5 separate regions of the Mus musculus genome follow, and regions 1, 3, 4 and 5 are each linked to region 2. The links are chromatin contacts, called in public Hi-C, Micro-C and promoter capture Hi-C maps. All regions are on one chromosome and are shown on one strand. Each heading gives the region's core, a stretch centred on a gene start, on an enhancer-like site or on the middle of the called end of the contact. The rest is flanking DNA. Distances are from core to core; before and after follow the strand shown. Region 1 holds the start of Arhgap11a (Rho GTPase activating protein 11A). Region 2 holds the start of Meis2 (Meis homeobox 2). Region 3 holds the start of C130080G10Rik (RIKEN cDNA C130080G10 gene). Region 4 holds the start of Inafm2 (InaF motif containing 2). Region 5 holds the start of Ankrd63 (ankyrin repeat domain 63).

Region 1 (2,700 bases), core at 186-2,685, 2.2 Mb after region 2:
CGTTATATATTCACATCACTGTCCATCATTGAAGGAAGCCAGGAAAGGAACTCAAACAGGACAGGAACCTGAAAGCAATAACTGATGCAGAGGCCATGGAGGAGTGCTACTTCCTGATTTACTCATTATAGCCTTCTCAAACTGATTTCTTACAAAACCGAAAACCACTTGCCCATGGATGGCACCACTCACAATGGGATGGGTCTTCCCCATCAATTACTTAGTAAGAAAATACCCTACAGCTGGAACGTGTGGCATTTTCCTCACTTGAGGTTCCCTCCCTTCAGATAATTTTAGCTTGTGTCAAGGTGACATAAAAACTATCCAGTGCATACATACATGGATGTAAATAGAAAGCACTATTTAATATTCAAAAGCTAACCTAAGCACCTTAAAAGGAATTCTTAGCCATCGAAGAACCAGAACAACGTGGCCTAGAGAAGGATATACACAACATAAGTTATTTTTATAGTTATGACTGAATGCATACACATTCTCTCTCTCTCTCTCTCTCTCTCTCTCTCTCTCTCTCTCTCATGTGTGTGTGTGTGTGAGAGAGAGAGAGAAAGAGAGAGAGAGAGAGAGAGAGAGAGAGAGAGAGAGAGAGAGAGAGAGAGAGAGTAGGATTACTGGTGTTTGGAAAAGGAAAGGCAGCTCTGGGAAACAAGAGGAGAAGGTGATGTCATGCATTTAAATCAGACAGCTGAGGTTTCAGTAATGGCAATGGCAAACAGGACTTCTGGTCCTTTAACCAAGTCCCACAGAGGTAAACTATTGCTGCAGCTGCCTCCTACAGCTCCGTATTCCTCCACTACTCTCTCGTGACAAGTCATCTTTGTTGTGCTTAATTACCTTAATTACCTTATGTAAGAAAATTTAATAATACCACCAGTCTCCCAAAGAAGGACCAATGGCTCACAGTTCCAATTCCCTTCTAAGACCTTGGGTCCGGGTCTCAAAAACAAAACAAAACAAACAACAACAACAACAACAACAAACGGCGTTTGTGATTCATAACTAAACTTGACTCCTCCCGCCTTCCGTAGAATCGGTTTTCCCTATGACGGGACCTTTAGCTTTAGTGGAGAAATGAAAGGGCGGAAGTGGGGGGAGGTTATGAGCTGTCTATTCGGATCTCCGAAGTATATTGTCCGAAGAGCAAAGCAAACATATTTGAACACGTTTTTGACATTTTTCTTCCAAAGAAATAGGCAAAGAGAAAGAGGAACTCACTCTCTTCACATTTCTTAACCCTGATCTCAACGCTCGCTGTGCTTTCGGCTTTGCCGGAACCTTTTAGACAGGCAGCTCCTGGCCACCCCAAAGGGTCCTCATTTTGAAAACAGGAGCGGGCCAATCGGATGCGGAGCGCTGTTTGGCGCTGGCATTTGAGCCACTGCTCAGGTGCGGTCGCGTCGGGTCTGATGTGTGCCGAGAAGGTGGGGCGCTGGCGGAGCCGAGTCACTAAGCTTTAGCGGGCCGGGGCCACAGGCAAGGCTGATGGGCTAGGGGAAAGGCTGCGTGTGAGACGGGGTGACGGCGGGGACCAGCCCGGGCAGGGACCGGGACTGGGGATCCCTGAGCAGCCGGCTGGCCCGGCTGGAGGGAGTAGCTTAAGGTTGCATTTCCATCTCAAGAAATCAGAGCGGGGAAGGCCACCCTGCGGGGAAGAGGATAAGTGGAAGTGTCCGGAAGCGAGAAACTAGCTGCAGGCGTTAGTCTGGGGAAACGGAAGAGTCAGAAAAAAGGGAAGTTTGTGGAAGTAACTGACAGGGCTGAGCGACCCGGAAAGAAGGCTGGTGGAAGTGAAACAAGAGTGAAGAGAGGCGCGAGAGAAGAAGGTCTGTGTAAGTGGATCGAGGGAAAGTGGAGGAAGAGTGCCAGAGGTGGCTGGAAGGCAGCGGAGCAGAGCGAGCCTGAGGGCGTTTGGCAAGTGGAAGAGTTGGTTGGTGGCAAAGAAAGTCAGGACCCGGAGTCGGCCTCGGAGAGTAGGCGACGTGTTCGGGATGTGGGATCAGAGACTGGTCAGATTGGCCCTGCTGCAGCAGCTTCGAGCTGTCTATGGCATTAAGGTCAAGGGTGGCCGCGGTCAGTGCGATCGCAGGAGACATGAAACTGCAGCTACGGAAATAAAGGTAAGTTACAACGTGTTGGGACAAGGGCATACCCATTTTATTCTGGATAAGAAAGACACGTGGTTAGAATGCAGTCTCGGTGGTGATGATCAGACGTGCCTCCCTATGTTGCCGTGGGTTTTTGTTTTGTTTTACAGTGCTAGGAATAGGATACCAGGCTCCCTACTTAAATACTGTGCCACCGATCTGGTAATCTGTCGTGTTTTAAACAAGCAGTATGTGGGGGAGGGGAACACACTATCCTGTCAGGCTGGGGTGGGCAGTCAGAACATTTCAAACGAATCATTAGGGAGACAGTCAGGCCAAGTTTAGAAATAGGCTTCATAGGATCCTTCTGTATCCAGCAATTTACGAAGAGGCCTGCTGCCCGACATTTTCGCAGTTTCTGATCTCTTTAGCAGAGTAGACATTACCCACCCAACATCAACATTTGTCCTTGACAAAACAAAGCTGTTTTTTTAACAAGCAAATTGAGAAACCAGAGTTGGTTGAAGTTTTTTGTTTTGTGTTGTTTTAATCACTCACTTTTGCTAAAGTCTCAGGATCCTCACCTCCACCCCCTGCT
Region 2 (2,700 bases), core at 62-2,561:
TCGGGACCTAGTAATCCGCCGGCAGAGGAAGGGGGCCGCGGAATTAAAACGAACAAAAGCTAGAGCGCCATGCCAAACATCCCCAACGCGACCCAGTTAGGCAGGAGCCAAGAGGAGTGGTGGGGAAATAAACGAGAAGTAAGTTGAAAATAAAAAGATCTGAGTCTGTACCGTACTTTCCCTGTGGCTTTCTGCAGTTTTCCTGTCTGCGCTCTCCCTGTCCTCTTCCACCTCTCTTCCTTCCCCCTCCAATCACGCGTGTTCTCTCTCTCTCTCTCTCTCTCTCTCTCTCTCTCTCTCTCTCTCTCTCTCTCTCTCTCTCCCTCTCTCTCCCTCTCCTGTCGCTCTCCCTCCTTCCCTCCCTTCCCCCTTTCCCCCTCCCTCATCCCCCCTCCCTCCCCTCTTCCTCTCCCTCCCGCGTCGTCCCCCTGGAGAAGCAGGCTTGCTGATTTGCTCCGGTCCTCTCCGCTCCAGCCTCCCCTTCCCCAGCCCCCCCCCCCCCCCCCGGGGCCGTCCGACCGCACTCGCTGCATATCAGAGGCTCCGCGCTGCGCGCTCCTCCTCGCTCCAGCTCCCCACTCTCGGGATGTGTCTCCGCCGTAGGACGGGCTATGGCCACCACGACTTCCGGGTTCCGTCATTTCGTTCTCCCGCCGCCGACCCGCGCCGCCAAACTGAGGCTCTACTATAAGCCCGGCTGCAGCCAACCTGCCAACACCTACTGACACTCACTCATCTCCCAGAGAGAGAAAGAGAGCGCGAGAGAGCGAGCGCGAGTGAGAGCGAGCGAGAAAGAGAGAGAGGGAAAGACAAAATACCTACCAGAGAGGGGGGGAGGAAGTCCAATTTTTGCAAACTATTCATTTTTTTCTTGGTTTTCTCCTTGCTTTCTTTGAACAATACTTTAAAAAGAGAGGATCATATTAGAGCTATTTTGGGGGCAAAGCTAAAAGAGGGGGGAGGGGGGAGGAAGAATTCAAGAAGCAGAAACCCCTCGCGGAGTTTTACTGGAAGAAAAAAAAAACGGGTCTGAAAGATTGCTCCTCTTCATCATCATCAACCATCATTCATTCACTACCTTGACATTCCGGGCTTTGATTGACAGCTGGAGTGGCAAAAAGCCATGAAACTCGACAGTTCGGTTACATGTGGGCTGCTGACTGGCCGCTCGTAACCTTCAGTTCGGGGGCTTGACAATTTTTTTTCTTTTTCTTTTCTTTCTTTTCTTTTTTTTTTTCAACTAAGAGGAAAAGAAGAGAAAGAGGAGTAAAGGAGGACCGAAGAGGAGGAGGAGGGGAGGGGGAGGAGGGGGAGGAGGAGGAAGATCAGGAGGAGGAGGAAGAAGAGGAAAAAAGAGAAAAAGAAGAAATATCACTGAAAAAAATTCTTCGTTTTCTTGACTGGGCTTTCCCCACCCCCCAAAAAATAACATTGGAAAATTGGGAGAAGTCTCCTTGGTTTGGAAAAAAAGGACTCTTCAACCTAGCTCACTTTCTTATCCGGACTGGGATATTAAATATACGACACATCCAGGAGTTTATTGGAGCGCAGACTGATGGCGCAAAGGGTAGGTTTAAATCTCCAACACTTACCTAGATATAAATCCTCTCCTACAGGGCCCTGCCCCATGCCTTCTCTCCCTTTGAGCTGGCTGCTGCTGGTTGCTTGATGATGATGGCGGCCAGTATTTTAAAAAATAGTAACAAAATTATTCACCGGCTTCTTTCCCCCCTGTGCCTCTGCGTGTGTGAGAGTGTGTGTGCGTGCGTGTGTGCGTGTCTGGCCGCGCGTGTCCCAGCGCTGAGCGAGCGGGCGGGCGGCGAGAGCGTGTGAGTGGTGTGTGTGTGTGTGTGTGTGTGTGTGTGTGTGTGTGTGTGTGTGTGTGTGTGTGTGTACTTGTGTGCAATTGTTACACGCTTTCGCCTCGCTCCAGCTTTTACCCCGGCAGCGTGATTCCCCGGGTTCTCTGCGGGCGGCGAGAGCGTGTGAGTGGTGTGTGTGTGTGTGTGTGTGTGTGTGTGTGTGTGTGTGTGTACTTGTGTGCAATTGTTACACGCTTTCGCCTCGCTCCAGCTTTTACCCCGGCAGCGTGATTCCCCGGGTTCTCCTGCCGCCGCCGCTGCGCCTCTTTCGCCGCTACTCGCGCGGCTCCGGGCGGGCGCGGGCTGCGTAGGAGCCGCCGGCGTGGGGCCGCGCTGCCTAGACTAGCCCCGGCTGCTTGTTTTGTCTCTGAAATTGACAAGGACGCAGGGAATCCGCTGCTAAATAATGTTTCTGGTAACTTTCACGTTATTCCTCCCCACCCTCAGCTCCTAGCCCCCGGGGAGGCACCGACCCTAGTCTTCCCTTGTCCTTGCCGTTCTCGGCCTGATTATTAGCGTTTTTCTTCTCTTTATTTTGTTTCATTTCGCCCTTTGATTTATTGGATCTCCTGGAGGAGGCGAAGGGGGGTAAGGGGTGGGATCCGGGGCTTCCTTCTCTTGCTAACTCCACTTCTCCCTGGGTTGGCTCGCTGGGGTTCTGCAGCCTCCAGCGGGAGCGGGGCCTCCCTGTGCCCCCCCACCCCCCACCCGGCGTCCCCGGCCTCTCCGCCTGATCTGCCTTCCCTGAATGCTGCTCTCGGCTCAGACTTTAATTTTAAAATTTACGACATCCTCTCCCAACTTTCAAATCTGTTTTTTCTCCTGGTTTGGTTTGTAG
Region 3 (2,700 bases), core at 148-2,647, 2.0 Mb after region 2:
GTGTGTTGTTGCACAGTAGGGTAACTGTAGACGATGCATACTATATTTCAAAGTTAGAAGAAGAGCTTTGAATGCAGTTGTCATAAACCTTTGAGAAAAAGTATTCCTTTTTAGTATAAATATAACAACATGAAAATATATGTTGCTTTAAGTGTTAAAAGACTAGTTGAGGTCTGATAATAATTCTCGGCAGGTAAAAGTGAACTGTGCAAGACAGATGGCCTGAGATCAATCTCTAAGGTTCATGTGAAGGCCGAAGAGAAAACCAGATGAACCAAGTGGGTCTCTCAACTTTCTCCCATACTCTGACACCAACGCCTCCTCCCTCCAGAGACACTAATAACAATAAATATTTTTTAAAAAATTAAAATATACTCAATGGACCATAAAACATAGTTTTAAAAATGTCTCAAGGATGCGTATTACCTCCCAAAGGTGGTCTTCAGCGGACTTAGCTCTGCTTCATTAGGACTCACAGACTTGGAGTGGGTAAGCAAGCCCTCGGAACACTGCAGAGGGTCAGATCAATATCACCGGTCCCAGTTCCAGAGAACTTCGGCACACACACAGTGACAGGAATCTCTCATCAGCCTCTGTCAAACGCTTGCACGCAAGTTCAGGAACTTCAGATCCATTCTACTTTAGAAACAATTAGGCCACCTACAGTCTCAGCGCTCAGGAGGTAGAAATTGGGATGTCAGGAGTTCAAGGTCATCTTCTGTTACCCATTTTGTAGGGGGGCTTATCCTGGCCTATATGAATATATTTCAATGATGCCAAAAAAAAAAATAAATAAAACAAAAACTTAAATGATATTTCAAAAAAGGCTATCTGTGAAACTCCATTTAGATGCTTTCTGGCCCATTTCTAAATAACCCAGTGAAACCACCTCTCCCTTCCAAGGATGTTCCACGTCTCTGACTTCCACAATTACCACTGAGGATAAATCCTGTTGTGTGCTAGTTACCACTGAACTCTGCTTCATAATCAATAGAACATTGTTGAATGGAGGAATGAATGGTAGTGACCCAATTTTTCCAAACAGAAAGCTAATCCCACCTCTAAAAGTATCGAATGGTGACAGAGCAGGTTCAGTCTGTCTTGCGTCTGACTTACATTGCTTGTCTCTTTGTGGGCCAGTCCTCAGTAACTCAATAGAACTGAGTTACTATGCCACTTTTCAGGGGGGTGAAAATGGGGTCTTGATGAGTTAACTGGCCTGCCCGAGACCAAACGTGCGGAACGTAGTTAAGTGTTAGAGGTAGGATTTGAAGCCTGTCGATCATTCTGATTCTCCTTTTCTCTACGTCTGCTTCCTGTCAATGGGCATCCTCACTGTCAAATGCAGATGGTACAGCAGGGCTTGGTCTCAGCCAGGCAGGCCTCTCCCCAGTCTCCATGGCTCAGCTGTCCAGCAGTTTCATCCCTAGACCATCCCAAACATGGTTGAGAAGCTCTGAGGGGAGGACCCAGCACTGCCCGGCCCCTGAAGTATCTAATCAGCAGTCCTGCTCAGCATATCAATCCAAGCCCACTCTAGACAGAGATGCCGGTGCCCAGTTTTCTATTTTTAACTGGTGTGAACTGAAGGAAAAGCACAGCATTAGAAGTCCAAGCACTAGTCAAGAACCAAGAATACAGGGCACCCCAGGGCAAGCTAGTGACCTGTGTCCTTTTCTCTCCTGTTCCTTCCCCCTCTCTTCACTGCTATCTTTCTGTTTCATTCTGAAAAAAAAAAAAATGCAAAGTTCCTTCAAAGTGTTCTCCACGAAGGAGATGACTCCCGTTTGTAGCAATGCTTCTCACACTTTCAATGCTAATCATGGACATCTTATCTTGCCATACAGTAGATCTGACTCTGGGGCGGGGTCAGGGATACTGTATTTCTAAATCACTCAAGTTATGAAGATGCTGTTTATCTATGGTCCACGCTTCGTGTAGGAGGGTTGGTAAATTCTCTTATCCTAAGTGGCTATGAACTTCTCCACAAAAACATTTGCTTTTTAAGGTGGGTCATTACCTGGGATGAAGAACTTTATCAAAGCCTGTTTAAAAGATGCCCATCTATCTGCCAGCAAGTAACTGAGATATTTTTGGTATCAGTGCCTCCATTTATTTTAGCATCTGAAGACCCGGTGGTGGCTCATAGACTGAAATCTGATTTTGAGCAAAACTCTTACAGAGTGGATGAGAACTATTTGGCCTCTGGGCTGGACTTGGCTAGACCCTCAGACAACCCTTCTCAGCTTCTTCTCTGCCAACTCAAGACCATGTCTGCAGTGGGTCCGAGACTGGTGAATTCTGGCTTTCCCATCTAGATGAGCATAGTCCCAGCTCAGGCTAAAGGAGACCAGAAGATGCACTACCCAGGTGCCCCTTTTGCATCCAGGTACTCAAATATCCTGTCAAGCTGCTCTTTGTGCCTATGACTCTGCTCCTCTGTCTCCCAGTACTGGAAGATGAGAAGCTGCTGTCTGTCCCCTGCAGCCCCAGCCCAGCTGTCAGGACCCTTCTCCAAGGGCAGGGCGCCAAGTCTTCCGGCATTGTGTGTGTGTGTGTGTGTGTGTGTGTGTGTGTGTGTGTGTGTGTGTGTGTGTGTGACTCATTGTCCCTTAGTTTGGAAGGGCTGAAGAGCAATAAGCCCACTCCACAACTAGGGAGCTCCCCCACCCCAAGGGGCGCATTGGCATCACATAGCCT
Region 4 (2,818 bases), core at 19-2,518, 2.7 Mb before region 2:
TTTTGGTGCTCTCTTCTTTGGGAGAGCCTCGGCTTATTTAAAAAAAAAAAAAAAAAAGAGCCCCTACACAACTCCCTACCTTCCCCTGAGTCTTGGGGAGGGGGCGCCCGAGTCACCCCCTGCGTTTAGGAAACACCAGAGCTAGCAGCGCTGAAGGGCTGGGTGCTAGGCTCTCTCCACCCTCCCCCCCAGTTCCCCTTATGGCTCAGGGCCCTGGCGCAGCACGGTGCTGGGAAGATCAAACCCCGAGTCCCCGGCGAATCGTGGTCCCTTGGCTGAAGATCCGGTTGTGCATTACCGGCTCCCGGGGCAAACTGGCGATCGCTGAGGTGTGTGGGGGCGTACGCTCGCGTAGGGGTCACTCCGGCGGGCTCCGGAGCCGGTCCTGCTGCAAAGTCCTGCTTGGGGGCTTAGGGGACGATGATTCCCGACCGTCCCCAACGCGGAGAGATTCAACGACTCCGGGGCTCTTCGGCCGCTTCCTCTTCGTCCTCGTCCAGCCCCCGCGGCCGTTCGAGCGGCCCAGCCAGGGGGCTGTCTGCAGCGGGCTCCGGGGGCGCCGGCCTCGCCGCCTGCAGCGGGGGTGCGTCGCGTGGCGCCTCGCGGCGGGACGACCCGGTGGTGTTGGGCCCCGCCGCCACCCCCGAAGTCCCAGACGGGCCGGTGGTGTTGGAGCCGCTGGGGGGCGGGCCGACGGCTCCCCCCGAGGTCCCGGCACCCACCGGCTGCCAGATGAGACTGTAGTAGACGGCCAGTACGATGGCGGCCAGCGACACGGAGAGCACGTAGGCGAACACCGTGGCTAGCCGGACCCACTTCTTGTTGGTCTTGGCCGCCATCTTCGCCTTCTTGTCCCCGGTGTAGGTGGCCGGCTTGCCCCGCTCGGCCGGGGCCGCGTCGCGCTCCTTCATGGGGGGGCCCCGGCCTTTGCCCCGGTGCTCCACGGCCCCGGCTGGAGGGGGCCTGGCGGCCTGCGAGGACTGGGCAGGGGGCGTCTCGGCGCCCTGGCTTCCCGGCGGCCCCGCGCTCCGCCGCTGCTCCTCACGCCGCCCGCCCGCAGCCCGCCACCGCGTCGCTGCCGCCGCCGGGGCCTGGGCCCGTCACCGCCGCCAGCGCCGCCGCCGCCGCCGGCCCGCCAGCTGCTTCCCGGCCGCCGCCACAGCCACAGCCGCCCGACTCCGCGTCCCCATCCGCTGCCGCTGCCGCCGCCTGCCCGGCCGCCGGCCGCCTGGTCTCCAGTGGCCGCGCGGACCGCGCGCTCCGGCTCTAGCCCGGCTCCCCCGCGGGGCGCGCCGGTGCAGGGGGCGGGGCCGCGCGCTGCCGGGGGGCTGCCCCTTAAAAGGGCGATGTAGGGGCCCGGAAGTGCCGCGCTGGGAGGCGGCTGCGGCGGGGAATCGTGGGCCCCGTGGGGGACGCCCAGTTAAGAGAGAGTTAAGGGAGGCTGGGCCTTAAAGGGGCGACAGGAGCTTCTTTAAAGGGGGAAAGGCACTTTGCGGGAGGGAGTGCGGAACCGGGAGGTGGCAGGGAGGGGCAGGCTCCGTAGAAAGCTGTCAACTCAGGCGTCTCCTCACATGGCCCAGGCTAGGAGATGGTAGGTGGGAGAACTAACCAGGCCCACCTACACCGGGTCTCCGAAGTGGAGCTAACACTAAGCTTGTGCTCTCGGGTAGCTCTAGAATAGTGAGGGGATAGTGTCCCAGATCCCTTCACCCCAAAGAGCCTGGTTCGGGTCTGGGAACCTGGCGCCCGCACACCGCAGTCAGTCTCGCTTCCTTTTTTCTGTTGGTCTGGACTCCGAGACCACTCGAATCTTGCCTGATTGGGTCCTCTTAGGACCCTTGAGTCAGACTACTGTGAGCCACAGGGACAAGAGCCAAAGGTTGAGTTTGTTTCTTAGGCTGACCTGCCAGCATAATCTCAAATCCCACAACAGGTCTCAGGTCCTACTTTCTGGTCTTCTGACTTTCAGGACTGGTCTCGAATTGTACCCAAGGGGCTGCACTGAACTGGTGGAGGACATCTCCCAGCGTTTTCATTCTTTGATTCTCTTCAACCCCAGGATGTAGAGAACTGTCTTTTCCCATTGAGGCTTGTTCCTTCCAGGCTTCAGCCTTTTTGCTCTTAGGGCCCTTTGGATGCCGGCCACCCCTCTGCACGCAGGGACTCTTAGTACCACCCTTTCTATACTTTCACCCTCTTCCCCTTTGCTTGTTTCATCCCTATTTCCTCTTTGTAATTCACCGCGATTGATTTCTGGGTGCCTCTTGCTTGACTCTCCCTGTGTTCCCAAAACTGTCTTTGTGAGCAGCCTGGATGTCTCAGTGGATTAGAGAACTATGAGTCTGAGTAGGAGAAAGGTCTGTGGTCCTGATGTAGTTGGGGTGGGGCGTGGCCTCTGCGAGGGCCCCACTGACTTCTAACCTCTTGGGCAGGACTCCCTCTGCCCTTTCCACTTCTCCCTTTCCTTTGACTTTGACTTTCCTTATCCAAGCCCTTCCCCAAATTTTCCATCCCATGGAAGCGCTACCAGAATGCAGTGTACTAGTGGGCTTCGAACCACAAGTTTCTAATCTGGTCCTGGTTGGAGGCTCAGGTGGGGCTGTGTCTCTAGCAATGGGCCACCCAATACTATTTCAAGGAGCCTTTTGTTTGTTTGTTTTTTGTTTGTTTGGTTGGTTGGTTTGGTTTTTCGAGACAGGATTTCTCTGTGTAGCCCTGGCTGTCCTGGAACTCACTCTGTAGACCAGGCTGGCCTCGGACTCCGAAATCCACCTGCCTCTGCCTCCCAAGTGTGGGATTAAAGGCATGCGCCACCACT
Region 5 (2,700 bases), core at 34-2,533, 2.6 Mb before region 2:
ACCATAGGGTCTCATGTAGCCCAGGCTGGCCTCAACCTAACTGTAGCTGAGGATGATCTTGGAACTTCTGAGCCTCCTGCCTCCATCTCTCAAGTGCTGGGTTGTTAGCTTATAGCACCACACCTGGCTTCATCCTGGGAATGAATCAAACCAATCGTTTCGTGTATACTGGGCAAATACTCGACCAGCTGCGAAAAGTCCCTAGCTCTTCACTTATTCTACAAATAAACTCCATTTCAACTATTCTCAAGCCCTTTCTCTAGTCCTGGGAGCTTGTGGGGCACTCATTGTAAGACTCTGCTAGGCCTTCAGTATTCCCCGTCTCTAGCGCCCATGAGCTGATTGTCCAAAGGAAGTAGGTTTTCCACACATCTGATTGAAAAAAAAAAAAAATCTCAGGCTGTCTCCTTTCTGTAGGGGCCAGGTCTAGCGCTCTGTGGCCTAAAGATGGTTTTGTGCTCAAGAGAACCCAGCCCTGTCAGGGAATTCTTGCTTGTGTCTTTTGTCCTTTCCTAGACCCTAACTAGCCCATCTTTGAGGAGATAGGAGGTAGTGCCTGGGAAGTCCAAATGCCTGCATACTCTCGGGTCCTAAGGCACCTGCCCTGGGTCAGAGCGGCCAGTGTCTAAGTCAACTTGCTCCACAGCGACCGATCAACCGTGGAGCTGGCACGCGGGCGCGCTGTCAGGTTTGGAGACGTCTGAGATTGGAGAATGCACCCCCGCCCTTCTCTGAGTGAGCGCGTGCGGGAGGCACAATTGTGTGTGGCTGTGATTCGCTGCACTTTAGATGGCAGTTATCAGCCAGACTGAGCGCCCTCAGTCCGGAGCACAAATGCCTCATACCCCAAATTACTTTTCCTCTGTCTCTTGCCCACCTCAAGCTGGTGCACTGTCCAGTCCTGTCCTCGTGGGGTCCCAGTCCCTTTAACCTAAAACCGATGGCAGGAGCTCCCGCCAGTTTCTAAGCAGCGGAGGCTACCGATTCCGGCGGAGGCGGGGGGCGGGGAAAGATGACTGAGACTTTAGGATTGGCCCCGCCGGGTGCATGTGGCCCCCGGCGAGCAGCCTCCACCCCCGCCCCGCAACCGCCGCCGCATTCCCAGGGGAGCGCGGAGGAGGAGCCGCTCCCCAACTTCGTGGCCCACGAAGGGGTGGGGGTCAGGGGCGGTCTCCCTTGCCCTGTCCGTCTCTGCCCCGAAGGTGCAGTCTGCTTCCAGAGCAGCCATTGCCATGGAGACCCCTGAAGCTATAAAGCCAGGTATCTAGGCGTCGGGCACCTCAGGAGCCGCCGAGCCCCCCAAGTAAAAAAGCAAGCGTCCCGGCCCCCGCAAGAAAGGAGGAGGCGGGGAGAGGCTCTGGGAGCTGGAGGAGCGGCGCTCCCCGCCGAGGCAGGAGGCAGGCGCGCCAGGCGGGAGCCACCCGCTCAACAGGGGAGCAGGGGCTGCCCGGGGTGCGGGTGAGTGGCGTTGCTCCAAGCCACGAGGGACCAAGGGGCGTCGGATACAGGGAAGAGGGCCCAAGAGTTGAGGAGGCCGAGCTTGGAGCTTGAGCGGGAGTCGAAGCAGCCAGCAGCCCACACCTCCAGGCGTGGGGGGCCAGGGAGGAAAAGCAAGACGCCCTGGGAGCGGCGAGGCAGCCGAGCGGTAGGGAGACCTGAGCGGGAACTGCAGGACACTTGGTTGCAGCCACCTACACGCCGCTTGGAAAGAGCGGTACCGGTGTCCGGGCCGGGGCCGTAGCCCCGTGGGGTGAGGGAACAGGGGCGCCCCCGTGCGTCGGACTTCCGGGGCGCGGCGGCCGGAGCCATGCTCAAGCCCAAGGACCTGTGTCCCCGAGCGGGGACGCGCACCTTCCTTGAGGCCATGCAGGCCGGCAAAGTGCACTTGGCCCGTTTCGTGCTGGACGCGCTGGACCGCAGCATCATCGACTGCCGCGCAGAGCAGGGCCGGACGCCGCTTATGGTGGCCGTGGGGCTGCCGGACCCCGCGATGCGCTCGCGCTTCGTGCGACTGCTGCTGGAGCAAGGTGCAGCCGTGAACCTGCGGGACGAGCGGGGCCGCACTGCACTCAGCCTGGCCTGCGAGCGAGGCCACTTAGACGCCGTGCAGCTCCTGGTGCAGTTCAGCGGCGATCCGGAGGCGACGGACTCGGCGGGCAACAGCCCGGTGATGTGGGCGGCGGCGTGCGGCCACGGGGCGGTGCTGGAGTTCTTGGTGCGCTCTTTCCGCCGCCTGGGCTTACGCCTTGACCGCACCAACCGGGCGGGCCTCACCGCACTGCAGCTGGCTGCCTCCCGCGGCCACGGGACCTGTGTGCAAGCCCTCACCGGGCCTTGGGGTCGGGCAGCCGCTGCGGCAGCGGCCCGGGGTTCCAACTCCGACAGTCCCCCTGGCCACCCTGCCCCGGCGCCCAGCCCAGAGCGGCGACGACCCAGTCCCCGTCGTTTACCGCGCCCTCTTTTGGCACGGTTTGCGCGAGCTGCCGGCGGCCACGGTCACGGTCACGGCCATGGCCACGGCCACGGAGGCGAGCTTGCCTCTGCTGGCAAGGGCTCGGTCCGTTATAGGGCACAAGGCAATGAGAGACCAGAGTTGGGCCGGAGCATGAGCCTAGCTCTGGGTACCATGACCGAGGAGGAGACAGCACGCCTTAGGGCAGGAGCTCTGATGGCTCGACCAAACTCACCCCAGTCTTCGGG

What was found. Promoter capture Hi-C pulls out the DNA fragments that hold promoters and counts their contacts. A called contact is a pair of places that touch in the nucleus more often than the background predicts.
Region 1: a Hi-C map of CD8 T cells shows a contact between it and region 2, with 7 times the contacts expected there. The contact joins the promoter of Arhgap11a here to the promoter of Meis2 in region 2. A contact is called at or near these places in 1 of 39 promoter capture datasets (embryonic stem cells), 1 of 484 Hi-C or Micro-C datasets (CD8 T cells), 3 of 115 datasets of contacts at active chromatin or transcription factors (astrocytes, large pre-B cells and stem cell-derived neural progenitor cells) and 1 of 9 other capture datasets (adipose tissue).
Region 3: a contact with region 2 is called in a Micro-C map of the HL-1 cell line, with 5 times the contacts expected there. The contact joins the promoter of C130080G10Rik here to the promoter of Meis2 in region 2. A contact is called at or near these places in 2 of 39 promoter capture datasets (embryonic stem cells and liver), 2 of 484 Hi-C or Micro-C datasets (the HL-1 cell line and cardiomyocytes), 1 of 115 datasets of contacts at active chromatin or transcription factors (cardiomyocytes) and 1 of 9 other capture datasets (macrophages).
Region 4: a contact with region 2 is called in a promoter capture Hi-C map of embryonic stem cells, with 5 read pairs. The contact joins the promoter of Inafm2 here to the promoter of Meis2 in region 2. A contact is called at or near these places in 1 of 39 promoter capture datasets (embryonic stem cells) and 1 of 484 Hi-C or Micro-C datasets (embryonic stem cells).
Region 5: a Micro-C map of embryonic stem cells shows a contact between it and region 2, with 10 times the contacts expected there. The contact joins the promoter of Ankrd63 here to the promoter of Meis2 in region 2. A contact is called at or near these places in 2 of 39 promoter capture datasets (both in embryonic stem cells), 2 of 484 Hi-C or Micro-C datasets (both in embryonic stem cells) and 1 of 115 datasets of contacts at active chromatin or transcription factors (embryonic stem cells).

What each region holds. Positions count from the first base shown.
Region 1 is chr2:113,847,396-113,850,095 of GRCm38.p6, reverse strand. Arhgap11a (Rho GTPase activating protein 11A) reads left to right here and starts at 1,435. Exons shown (of 12, transcript NM_181416.3): 1 at 1,435-2,135. The coding sequence starts at 2,007.
Region 2 is chr2:116,063,669-116,066,368 of GRCm38.p6, reverse strand. It overlaps Meis2 (Meis homeobox 2), which reads left to right and starts at 1,311. Exons shown (of 12, transcript NM_001159568.1): 1 at 1,311-1,567. The coding sequence starts at 1,556.
Region 3 is chr2:114,053,093-114,055,792 of GRCm38.p6, reverse strand. It overlaps C130080G10Rik (RIKEN cDNA C130080G10 gene), which reads right to left and starts at 1,397. Exons shown (of 3, transcript NR_028422.1): 1 at 427-1,397.
Region 4 is chr2:118,744,208-118,747,025 of GRCm38.p6, reverse strand. It overlaps Inafm2 (InaF motif containing 2), which reads right to left and starts at 1,268. Exons shown (of 1, transcript NM_001301269.1): 1 at 1-1,268. The coding sequence starts at 911. The coding sequence ends at 453.
Region 5 is chr2:118,702,546-118,705,245 of GRCm38.p6, reverse strand. It overlaps Ankrd63 (ankyrin repeat domain 63), which reads left to right and starts at 1,283. Exons shown (of 1, transcript NM_001081971.1): 1 at 1,283-2,700. The coding sequence starts at 1,808. It also overlaps a transcript of Plcb2 not described here.